Regions from separate parts of the Rattus norvegicus genome. Here region 1 is linked to region 2. The links are chromatin contacts, called in public Hi-C maps. All regions are on one chromosome and are shown on one strand. The core of a region is the stretch at or near the end of the contact, and the rest is flanking DNA. Distances in the headings are between cores, read along the strand shown.

What was found. A called contact is a pair of places that touch in the nucleus more often than the background predicts.
Region 1: a contact with region 2 is called in a Hi-C map of psoas muscle, with 2.2 times the contacts expected there. The contact joins the enhancer-like site here to the promoter of Mkx in region 2. A contact is called at or near these places in 3 of 12 Hi-C or Micro-C datasets (the Rat2 cell line, hepatocytes and psoas muscle).

The regions. Positions count from the first base shown.
Region 1 is chr17:60,284,621-60,290,457 of GRCr8, forward strand. Mpp7 (MAGUK p55 scaffold protein 7) reads right to left here. Exons shown (of 16, transcript NM_001100575.1): 2 at 3,390-3,508. Among named protein-coding and RNA genes, the nearest start is that of Mpp7, 45 kb to the right of the region's middle. Within about 2 kb of position 3,206, at least 9 of the 93 cell types and tissues checked have an H3K27ac peak or open chromatin away from gene starts, as enhancers often do.
Region 2 is chr17:59,848,944-59,855,006 of GRCr8, forward strand. Mkx (mohawk homeobox) reads right to left here and starts at 2,217. Exons shown (of 7, transcript XM_017600733.3): 1 at 2,080-2,217; 2 at 1-133. The coding sequence starts at 48.

The sequences.
Region 1 (5,837 bases), core at 1,956-4,455, 440 kb after region 2:
CAGTCCTCCACCTGTACCACCCCATCAACTAGGCAGGAGAGTTCTCAGAGCCCTCAGTACCACCTTCCTCCTCAGACCGAGAGACACCACACTCACCCTTTTTACTCCTCAGTCCTTTGATTTGTTGTTGGTAGGTTTCTTTAGGGAGGGGGGGTGTGATTTAGGATTTTTAAGACAGGGTTTCTCTGTGTAGCCTTGGTTGAACTCACTCTGTAGACCAGGCCTGCCTCTGCCTGCTGAGTGCCTGCTGAGAGAAAAGGTGTATGCCACCCCTGCCACCCCTGCCACCACTGCCACCCCTGCCACCACTGCCACCCCTGCCTCCACTGCCTCCACTGCCACCACTGCCACCACTGCCACCCCTGCCTCCACTGCCACCACTGCCACCCCTGCCTCCACTGCCACCACTGCCACCACTGCCACCACTGCCTCCACTGCCACCACTGCCACCACTGCCTCCACTGCCACCACTGCCTCCACTGCCTCCACTGCCACCACTGCCTCCACTGCCTCCACTGCCACCCCTGCCTCCACTGCCACCACTGCCTCCACTGCCACCACTGCCTCCACTGCCACCACTGCCACCACTGCCACCACTGCCACCCCTGCCACCCCTGCCACCACTGCCACCCCTGCCACCACTGCCACCACTGCCTCCACTGCCACCACTGCCACCACTGCCACCACTGCCTCCACTGCCACCCCTGCCTCCACTGCCACCCAGCCTCAGCTTCTCTACCCACAAAAGTTTTTTCCTTTAAAAATTACCCTCGGCCAATGCATCTAAGTATGAATGTGTTCCAGTACAAAGTCATGAACTTATTTAAAATGGTGAGATTTTTTGGTGATCCTTTCTTGTTTTTGGTATCTCGAATGTGCTGCCCTTGGGCATCAACGTTATAGATGGCAATATTGGGTGGCATTGTCCAAAAGTTAGACAAGTCTGCTAGGATCAATCTTTCTTCCCATTAACAATCTCAATATCCTAAGATAGCACGCTGTACCTGGTGCTTAGACTGTAATGTGCAAAGGTTCTTCTTGAATATATTTTACATTAGACCCGAAGGTTACAAGTATTTTAAACCTTTAAAACTGTGCAACAATATAACACACACACACACACACACACACACACACACACACACACACACACACACACCCCACAAGGACCATGAAAATTCTGTGCTGGGATAAAAATCAAACACTGCATTTTCCAGTTCTAAATCACACACTAACGGCTTTCACTTCAGGCAAGAGCATAAAACCAAAGCACATTTTGGTTCACTCTATAACAAATCTTTTCAAACAAATTCCTTTGGCTCGAGCAAGATTTATGTACAAAAGCTAAAGGCTTCTGTCCCCCAGCCTTAAATAGAGGCGTTTGGAACACAGTTACATGGTTTGTTCCAGCTGTTTTAAGCTAAGATCCCAGGAGCTTTCCTCCTGGAGGCGTTTTAGACTTTACATATTTAAAACTAATAGAATGGGTCAGTCAGAGGACACACTGGAGGTCTGCATCTGATCAGAGTTGGAGGCAGAGGCGCATATGGTGGAATCACAAACACGTTAGCAATACAAAAAAAAAAAAAAAAAAGGCGGTCTTGAAAAATTCCAGCTATAGCAATGCCTGAAAACCTTTGGGGCAGCATACATGCCGACTGTGCTATCTGAAGGCTGGCAAACATTCGCTTCACTGGTTTTAGGGCTCCAGATCCTAGCACCCGCTTATAGGCTTCCTGCCTACTTGCTACTGGTGGCTACTTTGGAAAGGACCCTATTCTTGAAGCTCACCATCCACTGTGACTCAGAATTTGTTTTATACATGAATTCCATCCTTTTAACAGCTGTGACCACCACTTCCAGAGTTCTTAGACCTTGTATGTGCTCTGATAACCTTTTCCTCAATACTTAATAAATCTGCCCGACTTACATGGTTATCCAAGAACCAAGCTAATCACAGTTTTACAAAAATTGTCAACTTGCTGATGCACATTCTGACTTCTACTTTTGGTAGTGAAATTACAGCTATGTGACAAATAAACAAACATTATATTTGGGGAAATGTTTACTTAATGACTCAGGGATGATGCCAATTCAAATACACCTTATTCCTTTAGGCAAAAGCTAAAATCAGTGTGCATATGTCTGTAGCTCCTCAACCTCCCCACATTCGACACAGAAGCATCATCATCATCATCATCATCATCATCATCATCATCATCATCATCATCATCATCATCATACCAAGGCATGAATTACTCAGTTGTGATCCAAAGACCACGTCTCACTTGCCCCAAGAAATTAACTAAGCTGCCTGAAATGAATTACAGCATAAAGACATGTTGGATATTGCACCGTTAAGAAAAAGATAAATGGACGAATCATCTCTGTGCTTTAAAGGCGCTGCTAGGGGAGCACCGCACGTTGACTCTGGCCTCTCGAGTACTGCTGCCATTCACAGCAGACAAATTTCCGGAAAAGAAACACACAGACCATCCCATCCTATAAACAGTGGCAACTCAGAAGTAAGTTTTCAAATATTACGTATCAGTTAAAAGTCTCCCATCCTAACAGGCAACCATAACAAAGTTAGCTGAATAAAATCGGTCCAGATTTCAGGGAGCCATGGGCATCTAATCCTACAGACACAAGGAAAGACCCATCGCTCCTTTCAGCTTGAGTTAGAGGAGAGAAAACACAGCTCCTATTTCCAGAAACAGGAGTGGCATGGATTCCAGTGAGCTGCTTCTTCTCGTTTTACTATTTTAAGAGTGCTGGTCACTCCCAGTGTTTCTCTAAGACGGGGATCTGGTTCCCAGTGGCTGATGGTTCTCGTGGTGGGATGCTTTCCTTACAACAGTCTCCAAAACTGTTTTCGTTCCTATTTAGCTCCACTGTATTTATCTACAAAATACCATTTCAATGGAGTCAGGCCAATAAAAGAAACAGCTTACTAGAATTTCAGTTGACTTTGTTAAAGGAAATTATTTTAAATTAACGTGGCTTCTGGCCTGCTGCCGTTCCTGACCTCAGAACACATATTCCTTCTCATTTCTGCTGTGAACATTTGTTTATTTAAGTGAAATTCCAGCTCGAGAATGTCGACCATAACGGAGTCTCAACCTTCCTGCCACTATTCCGTCCTTTGTCTAAACAAGGGCAGCTGAGCACTGCCGCATTAGCACGCACAGCCACATCGCTCCCTTCAGTGAAGTCATGTATGTATTTTTGGTAAGATCTTTAACAACTTCCACACCCCGGCCATGAAATAGAACAAGGCTGTTTTGTTTTGAGACAGTAACAATTTCATCTTTGGTCTACTAGATGGCACTCGAAATATTTTTTCCATCTGCTTTTTGCAAAGAGAAGCTGACATCAGTGTGGTTTACCTTGACCAGTGAATGCAGGCTTTTTTCACCAAACATGTCCCAGAGGAAGGTCAGGTCCTCCTGGCTATCCACATGTGGCTGCAGCTGGGCAGGCAGAGCAGCCAACAGCTCGTACAGACCTATAAAATGAAAATAAAACACAAAGTGTAATCTTAGGATGATCCCATTAATTTCACTGGAGGTGTATGCGTAAGTGACGGCTGGAACGTGTCATTTTTACTGGATTTATATTCTGGGCCATCAAGCAAACAGTGCTCTCAAAAAAGCAAAGGAAGTGTTTTGATTTTTAAATTTCAAAGAAGTATATATTAAGAGAAGGTTTTTTTTTTACCTTTCATACTTGTCAACATTATGCAAGTTTACATAACCTGAGACAGATAATGTATACCGTTCTTCAAAAATAAAAAAGAAAGAAGAGAGAAAGTCACGCTGTCCTTTCCTTGACTGTTACTACATTCCGCTCTTGTTAGCCAAGGAGTGGAGTGAGTCACAAGGAGGAAAAACTTCTTTGCACAGTTACAACAAAGAGGTCCACAAAAAGGCTTTGTAGTTGGCAAGGAAATTCTAATAACATAAAGCTTCAAAACATTTGCATTGTCTACGATGCAAATGAAGCTCTGACTGGTGGGCCAGAATTGACCTCACACGGTGATTCCTGGGCTGCTCCACCACAGTGGACTATGGCTTTTTGTTGGGACTGTGCAGAACACTGCTTACATCTGTGGTGTATAAAGTTTATTGGCTTCTCCTCTGGTAGCAGACACAGATTGCTGTGGCACACCTCGAATGAGATGCTAGAGGGAGACAAATGCTAGAGACAGACAGAAGCACAGCATTCCGTAGGAGGCCGCCACAGAAACCATCCATCTCAGTCGCAGACTCTAGTCCAAAGACTGCCCCAGCAGTGCTTGTTCATGACTCCTGAGGGAGGCGACCTGGCAGAAGTCAGTATCAGTTCCCAGCACTTGGTGCATCTTCCAGGGGAATTACATGAGGTAAAAAGGACAAAATTCCTTTTATTTCTGTCTACTGTCTACAAAAACACCGAGACCTCCCGAGGCAGGCAACACATGTAAGGGCTGCCTTTCATCATAGTGAAAATGTTATAAGATGCTTAACAAGCAAAGACCAGTAAATTATGGACTCTTGATTAGCATAGCGACTATCTTTCTAACACATGTCAGTCCTAATTCGTGGGCAAACACATGAGGCACCGCTCTAAAGGTAGGTAAGTAACTGTGAATACCTGATTAGATCCAAATGCCCCTGTATTTAGCCACCCACCAAAAAAGTCATAGAAATAACCTTAAATTAGACTGTGAAAAACTCCAATTAAATTACTAAGTATTCTTGATATTTTCCATTAATTCTCTTTTAAAAAACCTGGCACTCTGCCTAAACCAAGTCTTCTTTAAAGTTAAATAAAGACGAACATTTCTCAGCATAACTGCACCTACGGATACTCAGAGATGAGTATCCTCTGTCCTGTCCCAGCTCCCACAGAGATATACCCCCAAACTCAGTAATAGCCCAGGGTCAGTGGTAATGCCAGAGACTTAGAATGTAAAATTAAGAAAACAGGGTACAATTTTTTTCTATTGATTTCAGAAGTTGTAAAAGAAAACAACTTCTGAAATGAAGCTCAGGTTTAATTAAGGATAGTAAATCAACTTGGTTGGGAACTACATGGCGTCATTGCTGGGAAGGCTACGTCAGTCAATATACAAGGAGGCCCAGCATGCAATAAGACTACAACACAGTCCATATGCAACTCGGCCCTGTCTAGCTACTGATTACTGTAATTCGGTAAAACTGATCAGTATTATTGAAAAGCCAAGAGAGATCAATATTGGATCCCCATGTCTACATTTGAAGTTTTTATTTCCTGTGATTTAGCTGAGCCTTATCTCATTTGTGATCAAGAGCAAACAGTAATGTGTGCAAACACGTAACAGTGAGTAAGTGTCCCAGAGTGCTGGACGCTGCTTCAAGCTACTACAGCAGAGTGCTACTGATGGGCAGTTTATAAACAGTGCAAGAGTACTTGTCAGGAAGTCAGTCATGGGGAAGATGCCTTGTGCGGGCATCTGTATTGTCATCCCATAGTAATATACAGCAATGGGTGGGAGGGTGACAGAACATCGATTGTGACAAGCTTACTCCTGCACTAGCAACATTCGCTCATCCTTGAGGGATGAATTCTATTAAGGGCCTCGTGTTCCTCTCGTGTTCCTCATACTGTTACCCCAAGAACTAAGCTGCTGGCACACGAACGTTGGGGGGACACATTTAAGTCATAGCAGGTTGTATCAATTACAGTTTCCTGGCTGCCACATTCTGCTGTGGTCGGTACAAGATGTTAAACTGGAAGGAAGTGGGTGACACACAAGTCTGTATCATTTCTTACATTAACACGCGAATCTATAGTGATCTCAAAATAAAAAATAG
Region 2 (6,063 bases), core at 967-3,466:
GTCAAAAATCACAGCTCCCCCAAGCTTGTTAAAGACGATGGTATTCATGGTAAGGGCTGACAGGGACGCGCGGCGGCCTTGCCGCAGCGCCTCAGAGTCCGGCCACCAGGAGCTCCGCAGCAGGGCTCGGGTTCTAGAAGACGAAGACGCAGCACGTTACTTCCGACCGTGCCCAGGTTCCCGCAAGTCAGGAGCCCTGAACTTGGTGGGGCTGCTGGGCCGCTGAGCTGAGGGGAGGGGCTGTATTGCGGCTAGTGACCAGGGAACACCCTTCTTCCATACATAATCATACAGCACTCCTGGGACAGTCCCCTACCCTTCTCTGGTTAATCAAGCTCCCACACCTCTAGGAACTTCAAACAAATAATTTACCTACTGAGGAAAAGCAATGTCCAAGGAACTTTCAGTCTCTAAGAGAAACACAATCAGGACAGCGGAGCAGAATAAACAAGTAAGGGAAATGTTCACTAAGCACCACACAGATTAAAGCCTCTTCTGGGGTATCCGGAGGTTGGAAGGAATAGAGGATTTTAAAGTAACATGAATAGATAATTGCATCCACAAGGATGCGTCAACGCGCCCGAGATCTTGGTGTCAGGATTTTCATGTTTTCTAGATGCTGGGCTGTATGGCGAAGAACCCTGCGTCTTTCGGTTAAACTCTCCCGGTGGGATAAGGGCAATGGGAAGTTGTGAACAGAGCCCCAAACCTGAAAATTAAATGGTCTCAGGACAAAGATGTCACAGATACCCCCACCCCCAGCGAAGGTGCCAGGTCCTGTGTCCCTGGAGATTACAGGTCCGCAGGAATTCGAGCCCATTTGGGACGCCAGAAGCCTCCAAGTTGGCAGAGACCCGCACATCTTTCAGACTGTGGGCTCCGGAACAGCCCGGGGCTCACCTCTGGAGTTAGGGTGCCTCGGGCCTCAGCCCGCCAGGTGCGGATATCCGGAGCAAGGCCGCGGGGCTGTAAAATACCCGCAATACTGTAGCGAGAATCGGAACATGCCCACTGGCAGGATCTCCCTCCACCCACCCCCCCCCAGCGCGCGAGCGCACACACACACACACACACACACACACACACACACACACTGAGCGCAACTCCAGGTAGCTCGGTCTACTCAGAGCTGCTCACACAGCGCTGCCAGCACCCCTTCAAAACACACACACACACACACACACACACACACACACACACACACAGCTTCTCCGGTACTCGGCGCCTACACTCGCCAACGCCGCCCTCCCCTTCCTCTTGTCACCACAGTGGCTGCCACACGCGACATTTAGGACAAGCCACAGCAACTAGGCGACAGCCACGGTCAGTGTTGGTGTAGAAAGTGAAGTCAGACCTCCGGTGGCCACTGCGTCGTGCCCTAGGGCTGAATCCTGCGCAGGCAGGTACAGGCCTGTAGTGCGCACCCAGCCTCGTCGATAAGTGTCAAAGCAAGTTTGGGAGCCTGGCGCCCCCATCCCAGTGATTGGCACTCACGCCTCCTTGTGGGTGTAAGCGTCCTCCCCCAACCCCATACCATTCCACCCCTTTCCACCAGTCCAGTCCTAAATGCAACAGCGCGCTTTCTAAGCAAAGCCTTGGTGAGCTTTGCCACCTAGGACCTTTCCCACAGTCTGCAAACACCGCCATGCTCCAGCTCTGCGACTGCAGGCGCTGTGGCAGAAGAGCCCTGAACCGGTGTGAGGCACGAGGCAGTTGAGACCTGCGGTTCCTAATTCTTCATGGGTGTCCGTAAGAGGTCCCCAAATACTCCCTATCAGCCCCGGCGCCCTACACTTACCCAGATACGCTCTTAGCAGTGCTGACCAGCGCGATCCCTGCAGAACTGCCCCGCGGATAATTCGAAAGCAAAGCGAGGGCGGCCAGGTGGGTTGCTAGCTACTTCCCATACCCACCATGAAGCTTTGACCGACACACGGGGCGGGTCCCCCACAAGACCTCAGAGGGAGGTGGGGGAGGGGAGGGCAGAGCCCGGGTGTGCAGAGAGCAGGGGAGCAGCGGCGCCCCCAGTCTGGGTGAGCCTAGGGTTCAGCGCTCCTGGGAGGGGACTCGGGGCCGTACCTATGGCCGCGAAGACCTCAGCCAGTGGCTGGTTGTCCGGTCTCAGGACTAGGCACACTCCCATCCCCGCCGCATGTTCTCGGCGCAGGCTCCAACGCGCTCACCGCGGCCACCGGCGTCGTCTCGGCTTTATTTACCCAGACAGGCGCGCGCGGCCCGGGAACCGGAATACCGAAGCCTTCTCATGTTTCCCGACTGCCCGGCCCAGCCCGCGAACATCCCGCGGGCGCGGTATCCATGTTCCCGGGCGGCGAGAGAGGAAGCGATCGCGTCCGCCGGGCAGCGGGAGCTGCTGTTAACTCCTCGCGTAGACGCTGCCTCCGGCCACGCCGGGAGTCCCGGGCGGTCGCATCCTCCCAGCGGGGCAACGCTCCCGGATGCTTTCGCCTAGCAGCGCCCAGCAAGACCGGTTCTTTCTTTCCTCTTGCGCTCAGAGAAGCAATAGGAGAAGCTGTCCGGAGCCCGGGGCTCGCGTCACCAGTACAGAGGTTGCGGTGCAAATCCTGTGTCTTAACTGCTCCTGGTGCCGGAAATGTCACCAAGCTAGGCCGGGAGCGTGAAGGCGGTGAAGACGCCCCAGGCGTTTCCCTCCTGATTACCAGGAGGTTAAAGCTTCTTGCACCTGGGAACCCCTTTTGGTGTCGCTAGGCTGGCCGGCGAAGTCCCGGCTGTGGAGGGCAAGGCCAGGCAAGCGTCCGCTTCGCGGGAAGAGCACTGCAGAGGTAGAAATGCGGGAAGGCAGAGCGGGAAGACAGGGGTGGGGAAAGGAGAGCTCAGGTGCCTGTGCTGCCATAGCCAGGTGTGCAGCAGACCGAGTGCGAGGAGACTTGGATCTACAAGCACCCCAGGCTTAGAACCTAAATTCATATGGAGCAAGGCGAAAGAATGGCTGCAACATTCTCTAAGGTGTGATTTGTAGTCTAGCAAAGACTGCGCGGTTGGATGGGAGAAGCTTCAAGAAATTGTGACAGCTCAGAGGGTCACGGAGATGGAACACGAAGTCGCCTGCGCTCTAGTGGCTGGGCCCTGCTATTCTTGGTACCGCTATGTCTTTTAAGAGCTAAAGAAGATTTTAAAAAGAAAAAATGCCTGAAAGAATTAGCATCCTTTGGACTTTTCTCCCTTAATGATAGCCACACAGGGCTGATGCAGAGCCCCGTCTAAGAATCTGCCTTTTATATGGTCTAAAAGTGACTGAAATATATAATAAATATATAATAAAGCTGATATTTCCAGAACTAATCTCACCCTCGATTCTTCAAAGTTGCTATCTCCTCAATTAGTGGCAAGGAACTCAGCAAGGCACGATTTAAATCAGGAAGAGACTGGCTTTTTTTCCCCCACTCCAGGCAGTTGTGCACTAGGGTTTAATCGATCGCCTTTTGTGCTGTTCCCGGGTTTCTGTTATATGATGTTCCTTGGCCATGCTGCATTGCTGCCTTTTGCGCTGCGCTTGTGATTCGCAGACACTACCTCAGCGGCTTAAACCCCAGGGACAAATCTGACCATTTCCAACCACGGATTTTCAGAGGGGAAGCTTCCCAACAGAGGCAAGTACAGCTGACAATCCGTAGGAAGAAAGTACATTCTCTTCCGCGGTCTCTGTAAAGATGCTCGGGAGGCATTGGGGTGCAACCTTCCCTTCTGACCTACTTCTCTGCAGCTGCCCTTCCTGGGAATCGCAAATGTGATTCTGATTTTATAATATTCTACTGGATTACGGAGCTGTGTGCTACAGCAATGCTATTGTAGTACGGAAAAAAGGAATTTTGTGATCTTTAGTGTTTCAATGTACTTAAAAGCGTTTAAAAAAAAAATCCCGGGGACTTCGCGATACATTGGCACTTTAGTTTCACAGTTTCCTCCCCTAACCCCCCCGCACATAAGAGATCAGAATTAAACAAATATACATTTGCTACAGCACCTTAGTCACATGAGGTCACTGAAAATTAATATATCACTTCTCCATTTGGACTTGGGGGGCTTAATGGTTTGGGTCTATTTTGCAGTGGAGGGGCAGTAGAGGGCCCGTGTTAAAAATGAAAGTGTCTTCCGAACAGTTCCCAGTCCAGGTTGCAGCCTGTGCATGATGGGAAGCATCTGCTTTCAGAACAGCTCAGACACCTTTATTGTCGCATTAAATTTCGCCTTTGCCTAAATGGATTTTTACTTAGACTTTCCCAATCTCTGAAGCGGTGGATTGTCAGCCTCAGATGTGAAGGTTGCCCTTTGAAGCAGCAGTGGGGAGACTCCTGTGGACTGTGTGGAAGGTACCCTTTGCTCGAGGAGAGACAAAACAGGAAACCCCTGCTCAGAGAAAGGAAGCCCCAACCCTAAACTTAATTCTGGTTCATTTGAGGTTGGTTTTTAATCTGAATTTACTAAGGTGTAAAATAAAAACAGTAAGTTTTCCACAAATTTGCCTTACTCTATTTTTAAGGTATTTTGAAAAACCTGAAAGTAACACATTGCTATTTCTGAAGCTAGGGACACATCAGAACATTTGGCAAAAATCTTTCATCTATTTTATTTAATTTATATATAATTACAGATATATGTTATTTCCCCCCTTATAGTGTAGAGGGAGTTGCTTTTGGCGTTTGGATATATTTTACCAAGGTACCTTGACATTTCAGAATTATTATTTATCAAAGTGCTTGCAGGAGGTAAAAAGTGTTTTAAAACTCATGGTCTCAGTAAATACTCATGGACAGAGAATGAACAAATGGTATAAAAGGCTTCATTTCTGCTCAGATGTTCTGAGGTAGCAAGTGTATGAACAATGACCAGGCTCACTTTACAGTTAGCCAAATTGACTGCGGAGCCCCAAAGTTGGTGTTTTAGGACAGCAGTACAATTAGGAAAGGCCGAAATCTGAGTAGGTTCTGAAAGGCATCTCACAAGCCTTCTAGATTGTTTCCAGTTTAATTGCATAAATAACAACCTTTGGAAGAGTAGAAGCCCTCCCCATAAGTTAACTCTCAAGGAAAGAATAGCACACACCCTGGGTCCACCTGGGCAAATTGCATTCTGCAAAGGACACACCAAAATGTGGCTAGTGCCCTCTGTGTGCATCCCTTTGACCTCTCTCAGAGCCTTCACATACGTGATTAGAAATGCATTACAGCTTTTCTTTCAGTTTGCTAATAAACGGTACCACATTGTATACAAGAACATATACTCTCACACCAATGTTAAAATAGCTTAATTGCTTGTCACTAAACCGAAATACTAGCCTTTTCACTAAGTGACATCACGGAGAGCTTTTCTGCACACTGTGTGAGGCTCTAACTTCTCTTTTATATTGCTGCGTAATGCTCCTTACTCTATTGAGTCACGGCCACTTGAGCGATTTACTCCAGTTCCATTATTAGTAATTACTATTCATCCGTGTATATGTTTCTTCCTATTCATGCTTAAACCCTTTTCTAGAAACAGTTACAGAATTGCTAGGTTGAGGGAGACATATTGCTTGTTAAAAACTGATAAAGATTCCCGATTTTTCTTTTAGTGTCTCCTTCCTCCCCTACCTCATCCTATTGATGAGACACAAACATTCCTGAGGCCTCCTTTCCTTGTGCAATATGTGAACATTTGTAGTTCAGTGTTTGTAGTCTGCCTGTACAGAGAGAAAAGTGTCTGATTGTTTGTGATTTTCTTTTTTTTTTAACTTTCTTAGTCTATTATTATTGTTAACAGAAGTTGGTTTTTTTTTTTGTTTTGTTTTGTTTTTTACTATTTGTGACCCAGGCTGGCTTTGAACTCATGTGACTCCTTCTTCTTTGGCATCTTTAGTGCTGAAGTTACAGACTTGCAGCACTGTGGCTGGACGAGCTCTTTGACTTTTTAAAGCAAATTACATTTGCACGTGCTTTTAGATGACTGATTTAGAGAGCATATGTCGGTGGACAGATGGATGGGGGCCGTTTACATAGAATAAATATCTTGTTGGCTCTCTGCTCCATCCTTACCCTGTTATCTCCA